Linked DNA regions of Mus musculus: region 2 is linked to region 1. Evidence: chromatin contacts called from public Hi-C data. All regions are on one chromosome and are shown on one strand. Each heading gives the region's core, a stretch centred on a gene start, on an enhancer-like site or on the middle of the called end of the contact. The rest is flanking DNA. Distances are from core to core; before and after follow the strand shown. Region 1 holds the start of 6330415G19Rik (RIKEN cDNA 6330415G19 gene). Region 2 holds the start of Tcp1 (t-complex protein 1).

Region 1 (7,311 bases), core at 2,089-4,588:
AGGGAATCCAGTCCTGTGTCTGCAGTAGCAGGATGGGTGGAGGCTGAGGGAGACAAATGGGGGAGAAGAGGAACTGGGGGTCCCTTCCTTCTACTGTGTGTCCCTATTCCTCTGTACAGTCAGACCCTAGAGCAAGCACACAATATGACCTGTCTGGAACCAGGGCTTGCCCTCCTACTGGCTGTGATTCAAGACCGACTAGGAGCACAGCATGATGTGGCAGCATTGAGGAACCTTTGCCAGGCCTTGGGCTTCAAGGCCACCCTGAGGATAAACCCATCAGCTCAGATTGGGGGAAGCCCAAAACTGGTGGTGCTGGAAGGAAGGGTACCCCTGCCCTAGGACCCTGGAGTTCTCCTTCCTGGGTTTCCCCCACACCACAGGCAGGAAGCACATCTGTAAGTCTTGCCTCTGATTTCCTGCTGTATTCATGGGACAGTCACTTTCTTGCCTTGGGAAGTCTGATTTCCTAGACAGAGACTGAAGAAGTGCTCCCAGACTGAAGAAGTGCTCCCAGCCCCATGAAGGGCAGCCAGGAGCTGGTTCAGACCTTGGCCTTTACCACTCCAGGCCTTCTGGGAAGAACTGGCTCAGCTTCGGGAAAAGCTGGATACAACGGGCCCCGTGAGCTGTGCCCTGGTGGCCTTGATGGCCCATAGGGAGCCACAGGGGCAGCTGCTGGGGGGTGATGGTCAAGAAGTACAGGCAGAAGTGCTGGTGCAGGAACTGAGCTGCTGCCAGGCACTGCATGGCCACCCCAAGATCTTCCTGCTCCAGGTCTGCTGTGGGGGTGAGGGACTCCGCCTCCAGCCTGACCCTCTACCCTGCCATTCCTCTGCCTCCTACATTTCCCACACAGCTCCTCCAGGAAGCCTGCGGGCTAGCCATTCCCTGCCCCTCTCCAGCCTCCCCTGGAGTCAAGCCCACAAACTTGAACCTCTATGAATGTTGCCACCCCTGCAAGCCTGCCTCGCCCAGAGATATCCTGAGGTTCCACTGAGTAAAGGTATCTGCCCCATCCTTCTCCAGGGAACAGGGACCCTGGTGTGGGGTCAAGAGCTCTCCCATGGTACCGTCATTGGCTGAGAGCACCCCGAGCCATCCCAACCCAGGCAGATGTTCTTCAGATCCATGCTGATGCTCCAGGTGGGTCTGCTTTTCTTCTGGAGCCTGGGCTTGGCACACAGGTGCTGGGAACCATTCACACAGCACACTACTAGGCCTGGTAGCTTGGAGTTTGCTGCTTTGCCAAGATCCAGGGAGGAAATGTCTTCCTAAGCTGTGAGGGACTCTGAGGTTTCTGCTCCTAGCTGAGTCTGACAATTTGGGAGTTAGCAAGAGGACCTAGCCTCTCTGAGTTCATACAGCCTGGATGCTGTAAGGCTTGTGGGTTTTCAGCTCCACATTCTTTCCACTGTCTAGTGCTGCCCCTGAGCCAGAGATGACAAGACACTGGGGCAGGTGGAGTCCCTGGATGCTGGTAATGGGAGTTGACTCTTTTTGCAGACAACCTTATCTCCACTCCAGGGAGCTCAGGCCAAGCAGACATCCTTACTGTCTCTGCAGCTGTCGAGGGTAAGAAACCTATGGTTATGGTGGGCCTAGTTTCCTGCCCCATGGCTTGGAGTGATAGCTTCACTCTCAGCAAGAGTCCAGCCCCAGTTAAGTCACTCTCCTCCTACAGGTTAGTCCTTAGAGTCAGGGTTAGAATGGCAAGCTCCTGTCAAATGCTCCCTTGTGTAAGTTCTAGGACAGGACAGTCCTGCTTGCTTCAGGCGCCTGTCCACTGTTTGGTACCTAGCAAGTCCACAGTAAATATTTGTTGTACATTGATTATACCCAAATATTCACTCTACAAATATCGGCAACTTCTTCCTGATGCAAGAAGTCCCTGACCCTGTGCTGGTCTGAAGCCAGTTACCCAGAATGCTCTCTGCTTCCCCTCCTCACTTCTTCCACCCACAATAGGCCACTGAAGGTTGGGATGTCAGCCCAAGGTTGACTCTGACCCCATCCCCTCACCTAGGCTGTGTGGCTTATCGGGATGAAAAGGGCTCGGACTTTGTCCAGACACTGGTGGAGGTCATCAGAGCCAACCCTGGAAGAGATCTCCTTGAGCTGCTGACTGAGGTGTGAGGAACGGGGTTAGGAGGGGAGAAAGAGGGGCTGGATCTGTGGGAGTGTTCTCATTACCTTCCACTTAACCCAGGGAAAGGAGAAGCAAGGAGAAGGCTCTCTCTCTCTCTCTCTCTCTCTCTCTCCCTCCCTCCCTCCCTCCCTCCCTCCCTCCCTCCCTCCCTCCCTCCCTCCCTCCCTCTTGCCCTCACATCAAGAGATGCTCAAATACAGGGCACATTGGTCAGACAAACTCAGCAGCAGCTATTACATACACTAAATAAAGTTCAGGAGAGGAGGACACCAGAAGCCATTGGGAGGAGGGGACTGAGGTGGGGGGTATACTGGGAAGTAGAAGGAGCCAGCAGGGGGTGCAGGAAGGGAGGTGCCACTGGGTTGTTACAGAATAGGGTCAGTTCATTTGTACAGTTTTGCAGGCTAATAGGGAGGTCCTCTTCTTGTGTTGAGGTCAGGGTGGGCAATGCTGGTCTGGCTGATTATATGATTATATATATGGGGTGGGGAGCCTTTCCCTTTGGGTGGGGGACTTTTTGGTTGAGAGCAAGGAGCTCATGTAAAACTGCTGGGTTAGTATTAGGCTCAAAGATGATTAGGTAGCACTTGAAATTTTAGGCTTACAGAACAACAGACACAAGAGTCGGTCATTGAGGAGCATGCCTGTAGCTGGGAGGTAGTGGCAGGACCAGAGACTGAGACCAGCCTAGGATTCATAGACTATTTCAGAAAGTATCGACCTCTCCGCAAAAACCCCTCCAGCAGACAATGACTGCAGTGGGTGTGATGGACTGAGCCCCTCAGGGCCTAGCTGAGTGTCAACAGGGTCAACAGGCGGGTGTGTGAGCTGGACGTCCTGGGGCCAGACAGTGATGAGCTGTGCAAAGCCTGCCTGGAGATCCGCAGCTTGCTCAGGCGCCGGCTCTGTTTATAGGACGAGCAACCTCACCACTTCCCCTACATCCCCTCTTCACACCCTGTCATCGATGCAGCAGTTTGGGCGTGGGAGCTCACATAGCGCCAATAAATATGTATGTGTTCATGATCGGCGTGCTCCGGAAAATGTATGCTCTTTCTGAAATACGTGAGATAATGGGGAAAGTTACCTGGTAGTAGATAGGGGATCGACTGTGCTCTCGGGAACCAGAGGTTGAATCGGGTCTGTGCTTCCTGTCTGGGACTACGGAACCTCACAAGGCTGACCTGGATATGCTGGGAGAGGCTTAGGGAGAAAGAAGTTCTGGGAAGGATCATCTCCGGAACTATAACTCTCGCCTCGCTGAGTCCCTGATGCGGGCGGTCTCAATCTCCACATGGCGCTGGGGCCATGGAGTTGCCAGAGAGGCGAGCCAGCACGGGTCTGGAGACTGGAAAAGACAATTGTGGATACTTCAGTGACGTGATAGGGCAAGTTCATGTGGGTTGTCCCTGGTCTTGAGTTGAGGGCCAGCCAATGGAGGAGATCTGAAAGACGAGCCTCTAGGATCCGGAAGGGCTTCTGCTGACTGACTGCTCAGGAGTCTGATTATATCGGTTCAAACTTGTGGAGGCTCCTTTGAGACTGTCACTAAATAGATTGGCTCAATAGGTAGGATTTTTCTTTGGTTTAAGCATGCGCAGTAGGCGCTTGAATAAGTCTTATGGAGAGAGCTAAGGCCTGAGTCAGTGTAGGGCCGCGTGGCCTAATGGATAAGGCGTCTGATTCCGGATCAGAAGATTGGGGGTTCGAGTCCCTTCGTGGTCGCTGCGTGCATTTGCTTTTTAAAAACCTACCTTAAAATTTCCCATTCTCAAATTTGCTTTTCAAACTCTTGTCTGGTACCCCGGAAGGAAGACCAGCATGTTTGTATTAAGTAGGTGAAGTTATTATCTCAAGACAGACTACGAGCAGCTCGAATTAGTGCCAAGGAAAGGAACCGAATAGATGCTAGATTGGATTGCTTACGTGGTGGGTGGGAGGTGTCCCAAGGGAACGTTAAAGACATTTGATTAAAATAAAAAACTCAGTAGGCTATCTGGGTGAATGCAATTGTCACTGAACTGAACACTTGAAAATAACTAAAGCAGTAAATTCGGTTTATATGTCCACAGCTTTAAAATCCATGAAACAGTAAGAAAATTAGATTTCTTACAATGTCCAGGCACACCTGTAATGCCGGTATTTAGGAGGCGGAGGCAGGGGAATTAAAAGCCACTGGGCTACATGAGATCCTGTCTCAACAACAACAGAGGCGTCTCCTTACAGGTCCAGTGTAAATATAAATTTTTAAATAGCAAGAATATGTCCCAGATTGAGTTGACATTTAACCTGGTGTGTGTGTGTGGGATATCTCTATTTAAGGGATTCGGTCTAAGTGGAACCGTTGTCATCCCTACAACTCCCAGGAGAACCACAGAATGGGAGGGCGGGGTACCAGCTCACGTGACAGAGCCTTGTGCAGAATAATTTTCTCTTTAATGTTACAGTGGCTTAATAAAGCTTGCAAATATGTTATATCAGACACACACATGAGATAAAGGAGAGTCAAAAGGACACGAGGATAACGCAACTGGGCCGGAACCCACAAGCCTCAAGCCAAAACTCGACCTCAGGTTCTTCCGACTGTGCTGTTTAGTTGTTGCTGTTGTTGTTTAATTTACTTTAATTTTTTTGAGGGGGGTGGGTATCAAGTAAAATATATAGGCCAGTTGTATACTCTATAAAGAGAAAGCATGAAGACCTGTCCCTACCAAGTAACATTTGGTTGAAGAGACGGTGGAAGACTGGACAGAGACCCGGCACAGTTATCCTGGACAGGGAACCGGCACTGCAAAGCACATACATTATCGTGCCGGCTCCAGTTTCCTGCATCCTGCATCACAAACACGTTTTCCATCATACTGGTCGTCCGGGTTCAAAGGGCTCATTCAGTATTGGAATCTTGGATATCTTGCACCATAGAAAGACGCGTACCTGTTCTGTAAACCAGTGAGCAAAATAAAAGCAGCGATGTACGTGTTTCAGTCGCCTCCTTACAAGTGCGTCCTCCTTTAGATCTTAAGGGTGCTCGGGGCCCGGCAACGTTAGAGCCGGTACCTTGGCTGAAATGGTACACACGGTTGATGGACACGGAAAGAACCCAAAGACTCAGACTGGTGGAACATCCATAACGTCTCTTTCTCGTCAGCCCCGGTGGCCTAATGGATAAGGCATTGGCCTCCTAAGCCAGGGATTGTGGGTTCGAGTCCCACCCGGGGTAATGAGGTGTTTTAGGCACTTTTAGGTAGCTGGTAAGTGAGCTGAAGAGAAACGGTTCCTTGCAGGTGGTTTTGCTTTCAAAATTTTGTTTTGTTCTCAAATAAATTTCAACCTACCATTTCAAGGTAATGTTTTGTTTTCAAATAAATGTCAACTTACCATTTCAATATAGTTCTGGCTGTCCTGAAATTCACTTTGTAGACCAGGCTGGCACTCGAACTCCGCCTGCCTCTGCCTCCCGAGTGCTGGGATTAAAGGCGTGCGCCACCATAGCCGGCTCAAGGTAATGTTTTGTTTTCAAATAAATACGCTTTCACTTTACAAAATACCATATGGTTTTATTTGAACGATTTTTATGTACCACCAATTATTAGTTGATACTCAAACATAGTAATTGTTCAGATCGTAGACGTACAATTCCATTGCAGTTCCTTAAAATACATACATACATACATACATACATACATACATACATACATACGTCTTGTTATGTAGACCAGACTGGGCTCGAACTCAAAAATCCTTCTGCATCTTCTTTCTGAACACTAGGATTACAGATGACTCCAGGTTAGGTTATATGTATTTTCAAAAAAGTCCTTTTTTTTTTTTTTTTTTTAAATAAACCCAATTATTTAGAGACTACCTTTCAAGGCAACTGGTTAATTTTTAAATTATAGTTTGGGGGCATAGATCACTGGTAGACTCAAGGCACTGAATACTATTTTCTTAGCTCGAATACATATTTGAAATAGATAATAATAGTATACTTTAAAAATACATAGAATGCATGGCTTCATCTTTCGATAAAAACGTCCCAAAATACAGGCTTTGATATATCATAAAATTGGAAGTTTCTGATGCGTGGTGTGTCAAGGACCCTTCCTAAATAATGCTGTCTTTCACAAGGCCTCCCTGAGGCTGCTGGTTCATCTTACACTGGGATTCTGCAACATGTACGATGTAATTATATTTTCTTCGTTTGTCAGTCTTAGCTGGGTACATAATGATTGTATGGAGGTCTTTGGGGTTTGACCCTGATTTTCTAGAGATTCAGTCCATAGATAGGGTCCTTAATGTTCTTCCTATTGTACCTTTAAATTATTTAAATTTGATGTGTTTATGAAGTATCAAATTAAATGTGTAAAAACTAAATCTATAGAGCTAATCTAAGTAAAAGGGGACTTTCCATAGGATTGTGACTCTTTTGCCTGGTGTACGAAATAAATGCTCTCTAGGCACTAGAGTTTATATCTCTCCTGTCTTCAGATTTCTGCCAGTTTCCAATCCTTTCCAATTTCTGGACTTCTGGCCGCTTTTTCATTTAAGCAAAATTACTCGCCCAACGTGGGGCTCGAACCCACGACCCTGAGATTAAGAGTCTCATGCTCTACCGACTGAGCTAGCCGGGCGGTGATGAGAAACTTATTCCCCACAGACCTCTTGGAATTCTATACACTTCCGGGTTCTAGAACGAATTAGACTTGTCTTAGAGCCATGGTGGTAGGTTTGCTCCTGTAGCTTCGTATCAATCGCACAGCCAGGGCTTGTGTGGCCCCTTCCGTTCCCAGGAGTCACAAGGTTGGGGACAAGGTGGTGGTCTGTGAGGATGTTAGTGAGACCCCCGTTTAGGGCCCGATCGGTTCCAGAATCTAATCATGGCGAGCATGCGTTTTCAAAGCCGCCGCAGGACACTGGATCCCTTGCCGAACGCTAAGCTGTGGGCTTCGGAAGAACCAACCCGGAGTTGTGGTTTCTGTGTCTGGGTCTCTGAGCTGCGCGGGTCTTCTAGGCAGAGTCTGGCCCCGAGTGGGTTTGGCCAAGGTACAGGATCTGCGGGTTCTATGGCTCTCCCGGACGACTGAGCTTGTGTGGACTGGCGTGTCAGGAAGCTCTCATTCTCGAAGTCCTAGACTTGGCTCTACCTGGGACAAAATTTCTGAGCC
Region 2 (7,311 bases), core at 3,186-5,685, about 11 Mb after region 1:
CATTAACTATTCTCTTGGGCATGCCTATAAATAAATAAAAAGGTTAGTTAATTACACTAAACCTTAAAGTTTTGGTCCCAAATGCACATAATTCCTTTTTTCCTTTTCTTTTTAAATGCAAGGTTTCACTAGGTAGACAAGAATGGCCTGAAAATTCAGAGACCTGCCTGCCTCTCATAACTTAATGATAGAATCAAATGTCTGAGCCTCTAGCCCAGCACCTATCACAACATTTAGAACTCATTAAGAGTATAGTATATAAACCAGAGAGTGACTCTGATTTGTAAATAACAGAACCCCACTTACCCTGAGATCCAACCACACAATTGAGCGCATAGCCATTGATCAGCATGCTTTCTATCTGACTTCTCCCATGGGCTTTCAGAATATTAACAGAATTGACTGGATAGCGAGGCTGGCCTCTGGCATCTGTGTATTTAACAGCAAGCACAGCATCTACTACCATATTAGCAAAGTAATCACCATTTCTGAGACAACAGTTAAGGATAGCTGAAACAACAAAACAAAAGGCCCAGGGACCAAAAAGCTACTCAACTAGACTTACTTTTAGCAAAATAATTCACCAGTGAGGAAAAGTATTGTAACTACAATCAAAGTGACTTGTGCATATATACCACCACCATCTGTACTTCAAATGCAGTTTTCACCATAGAAATGTTGGAAAGGTGGTAGCAGGATCAGTTGTTTCTCTCTAATAAGATCAATTTGCAATAAATGGCACTTTAAATTTTACTGCAGAAAACTAATATTCCAAAAAGTCATTTTTTTTAGAGCAAAAGGAGTTAGGGCCAAACTGCACAGGAACATTCAAGGATACATTCCAATAATTTTGGATGACATGGATGTCTTAGCAGCATTGATCAGACAGTCTCTTCCAAGTTCGTCTGTGTTAATAATCAGGTTCTCATTGATATAACGCACCGCTTCCCTGTTAAGAATGTGGAAAAGAAAAATAGAAACACACCACTCCAAAGTTTTGCATCTCACCACATTTAACACATTGTCAAATATCACAGGGAATGGTTTCTGTTCAGCCATTTCATATAGAGGAAAGACACAGGACAGCTCCCCCTCTTCAGATCATGGCACCTTTCATCTATCCCATAAGCATAGCCACTAAACTCTATTAGGAGAAAAATGTGGTAGTCAAATGGGAAAAGTACACGGAGCTTAGTACTCCAGGTGAGCACTTGAATGCTAAGATGCAACAGTTCCAACTTAACGCTTAGCTACAACATTAAGATACAATTTACTACTATTCCACAAAATAACATGTTTTTGAAAGCAATCTTACTTGCAGGCAAGACGATAGCCACTAATAACTGATGTTGGATGAATTTTCTGTTTGACTAGCTCATCTGCATTTTTCAGAAGCTCCGCTGCAATGATTACCTGTTGATCAAGCATTGCTTTAAATATGCATGGCACTCAATATGCACAACAGGAAAACATGATTATTAAGCAGGTATTATTAATACCACAGTAGACAAGTGAGTAGCAACTCGTTGAAAACACAACATAGAGACCACTAGGAAGTATTCTGTGCCAGGCGTGGTGGCGCATGCCTTTAATCCTAGCACTTGGGAGGTAGAGGCAGGCGGATTTCTGAGTTCGAGGCCAGCCTGGTCTACAAAGTGAGCTCCAGGACAGTCAGGGCTACACAGAGAAATCCTGCCTCAAAAAACCTAAAAGTATTCTATGGAAATGGTCCAAGCTGGAAAAGCCAGAAAATGCTAAAAATCTAATACAGCAGAATTTATATCCATTACATTTACAGACTTACTGCAACAAGAGCTAGATAGCAATCAATGGAAATGACTGGTATCATTCCAGTAATTTCAATAAAATCTTAAGATCATTTAAAATAGAGAACACTGTGAAAAACCAGTTTTCTTAATAATAAAACAAAACAAAATCTCCAAAAAACTTTTCTTCTTTCGAGTGGAATTAAGGTTATTTTTAAGTTACATTGTCTATGAACAAATTAGATAAAGTCCATTTTCACTATTTAAAAACAGATTCAATTCTTTCCTAGTAAAGGGTAAGTCTATAAATACTTTTCCCTCACCATTTATTTTGCCAGGTCTAAAATCTGCCTCACCAAACAGTATTTTACTACTTAAGCAGGCTAACTCACAAAATGTTACACTATTCGCCATGTTTGCTGACTAGCCATTAGCACTATATGGTAGCAAATTAACTTCTGCAAATTTCTATTTTGAATTCCAAAGATTTCTTGTTCACATTTAAAATACAAAAGTATCTATTAAACAACAAAGAAAAAAGTCCAAACCTGGTAACATTTTCTACATGAACATCATCATGGTTAAGTAGGTTTAAATAAGGCTCCAAATTCACGAGACTCCAGTATTTAAAACAAGCTTGTATTTATTTAATCACCTTAAGTTCTTCCCTTACTTAAATTACACAAACTAGTTACAATGGTTAGTTTTCAAAAGTTTGTGAGACTGCCTTAAAAGGTGACTTATTTCTGACCTAGAGTATGACTCTCTCATGGATTCAACTCTAATAAATTGACTATTCTCTAGCCATTTCCTGGTAGCGTCTCACCACTGAGGTAGTTCCATCTCCAACTTCTTTGTCTTGCAGGTCAGCCAGCTCACACAGAACTTTGGCTGCGGGATGTTCTACCTCCAGTAACTTCAGGATGGTGGCACCATCGTTAGTAATGGTTACATCCTAAGAAATATGAAGGAATAAGTGGTCAACACAGAAACCAAGCTCTAGGATGCCATCCATACTCAGGTAAAAACAAAGACTTTACCAAAGATTTTTTTTTGAAATTTAAAACAATGTACTTTTATCAAGGCAAGCAAGAGCAATTAGATATATACTTACACCAATATCATCCACCAACATTTTATCCAAGCCAACTGGCCCAAAAGAACTTTTAACAATGTTGGCAATAGAAGCTGCAGCCATAACTGTAGATGAACAGTGAAAACTAATTAGAACAACACATAAACTATGACACTCAACTACCTATGATTTGCTAAAATCTAAAGTCTGTAATTACTATTTAAAAAAAAAAAAATCAAGCCGGGTGTGGCGGCGCACGCCTTTAATCCCAGCACTCGGGAGGCAGAGGCAGGCAGATTTCTGAGTTCGAGGCCAGCCTGGTCTACAAAGTTGCTTCCAGGACAGCCACAGCTATACAGTGAAACCCTGTGTGTGTGTGTGTGTGTGTGTGTGGGGGGGGGGGGGAATCACTTACTTAAGGACCAGTGAAGGTTAACTATTCTTTTTTCTATTTAGTATTGGTATATCACCGATTGCAAAGATTTTAATGCCTCAAATTATAAGCAATCTTAAGTTCATTCCTTACTACTACACTAGGGGGGAAAAAACCCTTTAAGTTCAGCCTTTCTCTTCAGACTCTGGCAAGTTTAGTAAGAATATTAGATAGTTCACCAGGATAAAGTAGTAGTAATTTCTAAGAGAGTTGTTTAAAAAAAAAAAAAAAGCACAACACAGAACACGGTTCCTGCAAGGGAATGCTTTCAAGAACAAATTCAACCACAGCAAACCACGTGCTTACTCGTATTAAAGTTAACCACGATAAAGGCAGCTAAAAGTATCGCTTAATAACGTTCAGTTTGCATTCCGTTACGTTTTACTGGGGGAGCAGCTGTCACCTGCAGATTCTGGGCATCCAAGAACCAGACCAGGGAAGGGAAGCAACGCAAAAGCCACCTAGATTCTATGAGCATCTTCTCAAGGGCCAATGGAACCGGTGAAAGCTACTCTTTTCTGGCTATGTCAGAGGTGCTCCAACCGGCTTGGAACCCAACAAAGGAGCAGAGGGGAGTGGCGGAGAAGTCTATCTGGAGCTCCTCTACTAGGTATTGGGGCACGGACGCCCACACCCATCTTGAACGCCTCCCCCAACCGTGTGCATTCTCGAACATTCTTCCCTTACACGGTAGGGCGCAATGGCGCCGAGCCGGCCGCTAGTGAGGGCGGATCCGGGATGGCTGGGCTTCTCCTGAAGGAACTTCACTGGGCCCGGCGGACAGCCCCGGCCTACGGACTGCGGCTGGGCTTCGGCCTGCGCCGCCGCGAGCTGGACCCTTACCATTCTCTCGCCCTTACCATTCTGGGAGCGGACCGCCTCCCCAGTGCTGCGGTCCCCGAACACGGACAAAGGACCCTCCATCTTCAGGAAACGAAGCAAAGCTCACTACGGCCGCAGACAACCGATAGCTCCGCTCTGAGACCGTTTAACGGCCACCACGGCGGGGACCACGGCGTGGAAAGGCCCGAGCGATGCCGCGGGGCCTGCTGGGTAACACGCCCTGCGCGCTCTCCACGCTCCACCAACCGCAAGGTCTGCCGGGAAAGCGGTAGGGATTGACAGACGAGGGCTGGGCGGGGCGAAAAACTGAAAACGCCGGAAGTAGGGGGCTGCGGGACGCTGGGTCAACTAGAGACAGTAGAAGAAAGGCGCGAAAGTGGAAAACGGAAGTCAGGCTCTTGGCCACGGCTAGCGTGTCCCGCCCTCCGCCTCAACGTCTGCGGTGATTGGTGAGCCAGGGATACCGATCGCTCACTCGGCCACTCAGCACCAGGGAGCTTGTTAGTTCCGGGTCCTTGAGACACCGAGGTACTGCCGGCCCTTGTAGCTTTACCCACAGTTAACATGGCTGCGACTAGTTGTTCCCCGAGACGACCCTGAGCAAAGGAAGATAGGGCACTGTGTGACTTTGCCCAGGTCCCGTCAGCCATGGCGCTTCGGCCGCGGTTCTGGAAATGTCTGTCAGTTTGCAGGAAACTGGGTAACTAATCTCGCCCCACCTCCTTGCCTGCGCTCTGTGCACAGTACGTGTGCATTTGCAAATGCGATTTTGTACCTGATGTGGGAAAGTGAAAGATGCATGTGATCTTTTTCATTTTCTAGAGTGTGGGTTCGCAGCCCTCTCAACCAGTTCCGTGCCGGCCGTGCAGCCCGACGTGGAGAGTAAGGAAAACGAAGCGGTGGCCCCGGAGTTCACCAACCGGAACCCTCGGAATCTGGAGCTCTTAGGGGTAGCTCGGAAAGAACGGGGCTGGGCTACCGTGTGGCCTAACCGTGAGTTCTGGCACAGGTAATTAAAGTCGGCTTGTGACTGACTAAGCTGTGCTTAGCACCTTACCAATTTCACCAATCCCCTGACTGATCCTGCCAGGTAAGCCTCGGGATGTGTCAGGAAGATGACATGTGGGTAGAAAGCGACCTTGGAGCAAGCAACTAGTTAGTTGCCTTGAAGAAAACTTAAACGGTAATTTGAGAATAAGCGGCTATGTCCTGAGGCCTCTCTGAAGGTGACATGTCAAAAAGCTGAGATCTAAAGGACAGGAAGCCGCGAAATCATTTGCCATGAAGGCTATTCTAGCAAAGGAGGCTAGGAGGCTGGGATTGAGTGTCTGGAACTGACAGGCCTGTGTACCTACCTGTTCAGTAAGTAAAGGTGTGTGTGTGTAAGCTGTTACAGAATAGAGTGCTAAGTAGAATTAGTTATTAGCGTGCACATTAGGGTAAAGTTTGAGCCTTAATGATTTTTTAATGGGGGGAATAAAGGTTAAAAGTTCATTAATAGAAACATTTTATGAAATACATTTTAAAATTTGTATTCATTTAAAGCACTTACTGAGTTCACTGAGGACCCAGGCAGCTTACAATGGTCTGTAATTCCAGTTCCCAGGGATCTGACACCCTCTTCTGACCTTGGCACACAGCGATACATTCCCAAAAATAATCATACACATGGAAATAAATGTTAAATTTTATTTTGGGAGAACTACGCAGTTTAGATGAGTACCTTCATCACACAAAGCAAGTGCTTTACCTCTGAACTGCACTCCCCAGCCCCAAGATGGCTACTAACTGAAAGCATTGGATTTACAAGCAGTTATGCTAGATGCTTTAAATGTATGTCTTTTTTTTTTTTTTTTTTTTTTGGCTGGCCTCAAACTCAGAAATCCACCTGCCTCTGCCTCCCGAGTGCTGGGATTAAAGTCATGCGCCACCACGCCCGGCTGTATGTCTTTTTTTTTTTTTTTTTTTTAATTTAACTTTTTTTTTTTTTAAGACTTATTTATTTTGTGTATGGGTATACACTGTCTCTGTTTTCAGACATACCAGAAGAGGGCATCGGATCCCATTACAGATGGTTGTGAGCCACCATGTGGTTGCTGGGAATTGAACTCAGGACCTCTAGAAGAGCAGTCAGTGCTCTTAACCGCCGAGCCATCTCTCCAGCTCTTAATTCAACTATTTAAACTACATTATTATCATTGTAGGGGTTATCTTTTTACGGTGGTTATTATTTTTGTTACAGTGGGATTTTTCTGGTTTTTGTTTATTTGGTTGGTTTTTTTGTAATTACACATTTTTATTGTTGTAAGTACACTGTCGCTGTCTTCAGACACAGCAGAAGAGGGCATCAACAAATCCCATTCCAGTTTGTTTTTATTGTTTTTTTTTTTTTTTTTTCAGTTGATTGGTATGTGCATATAGTCACAGGTTCATGCATATACCGCATATACTTAGATCATGGTCCACCTTGTGAGCCCTGGGGGTTGAATGCAGGTTGTTGGCCTTGGTAGGAAGCATCTTTACCCATTGAACTGTCTTAACAGTGGGCTCACCAAATTCTTGAAGAACACGTAGGCGTTTATTCACCTTAAGTGGCCCAACTTTTTGTTAATAGATTGTTTTATAACTCTTTTCTCCCCGTTTAGGTTGCGAGTTGTAAAGACTCAGCATCACGTAGAAGCATTTGTTGAGCATCTTAACGGCCAGGTTGTTGTTTCAGCATCCACTCGAGAATGGGCTATTAAAAAACACCTTTATAGTACCAGAAACGTGGTGGCTTGTGAGAGCATTGGGCGAGTGCTGGCACAGCGGTGCTTAGAAGCAGGAATCAACTTCATGGTCTACCAGCCCACCCCGTGGGAGGCGTCCTCAGACTCGGTACTTGTATTTCTATGTATTTACTTAAAAGGTAAACATTCGGCTAGGAATGGTGGTGCATGCCTTTAATCCCAGCACTCGGGAGGTCTCAGAGGCAAGAGATCTCCATGGTCAAGGGCAGCTTGGTCTACAGTGTGAGTTCCAGGAATGTCAGGGGTACACAGAGAAACCCTGTCTCAAGAAACAAAAAAAGAAAGCAGAAAAGAAACAAAAATTTGGTGTGGTATGGTAGAAGCAGATCTCTTGAGTTTAGGACCAATCTGGTCTACCAAGGAAGTTCCATCTAGTTGGGGATATATAGTGAGATCCTGTTTAAA

What was found. A called contact is a pair of places that touch in the nucleus more often than the background predicts.
Region 2: a contact with region 1 is called in a Hi-C map of B cells, with 7 read pairs. The contact joins the promoter of Tcp1 here to the promoter of 6330415G19Rik in region 1. A contact is called at or near these places in 2 of 39 promoter capture datasets (cranial neural crest and pre-B cells) and 1 of 484 Hi-C or Micro-C datasets (B cells).

The regions. Positions count from the first base shown.
Region 1 is chr17:23,546,826-23,554,136 of GRCm38.p6, reverse strand. It overlaps 6330415G19Rik (RIKEN cDNA 6330415G19 gene), which reads right to left and starts at 3,338. Exons shown (of 2, transcript NR_126484.1): 1 at 3,237-3,338. It overlaps n-TRccg2 (a tRNA gene), which reads left to right and starts at 3,802; the gene lies at 3,802-3,874. n-TKctt14 (a tRNA gene) reads right to left here and starts at 6,777; the gene lies at 6,705-6,777. It overlaps n-TRcct2 (a tRNA gene), which reads left to right and starts at 5,297; the gene lies at 5,297-5,369. It also overlaps the pseudogene Casp16.
Region 2 is chr17:12,913,453-12,920,763 of GRCm38.p6, reverse strand. Tcp1 (t-complex protein 1) reads right to left here and starts at 4,435. Exons shown (of 12, transcript NM_013686.4): 1 at 4,135-4,435; 2 at 2,881-2,966; 3 at 2,593-2,721; 4 at 1,316-1,413; 5 at 839-949; 6 at 307-488; 7 at 1-24. The coding sequence starts at 4,198. It overlaps Mrpl18 (mitochondrial ribosomal protein L18), which reads left to right and starts at 4,673. Exons shown (of 4, transcript NM_026310.3): 1 at 4,673-4,817; 2 at 4,940-5,126; 3 at 6,763-6,994. The coding sequence starts at 4,766. It overlaps LOC115488839 (a small nucleolar RNA gene), which reads right to left and starts at 1,179; the gene lies at 1,042-1,179.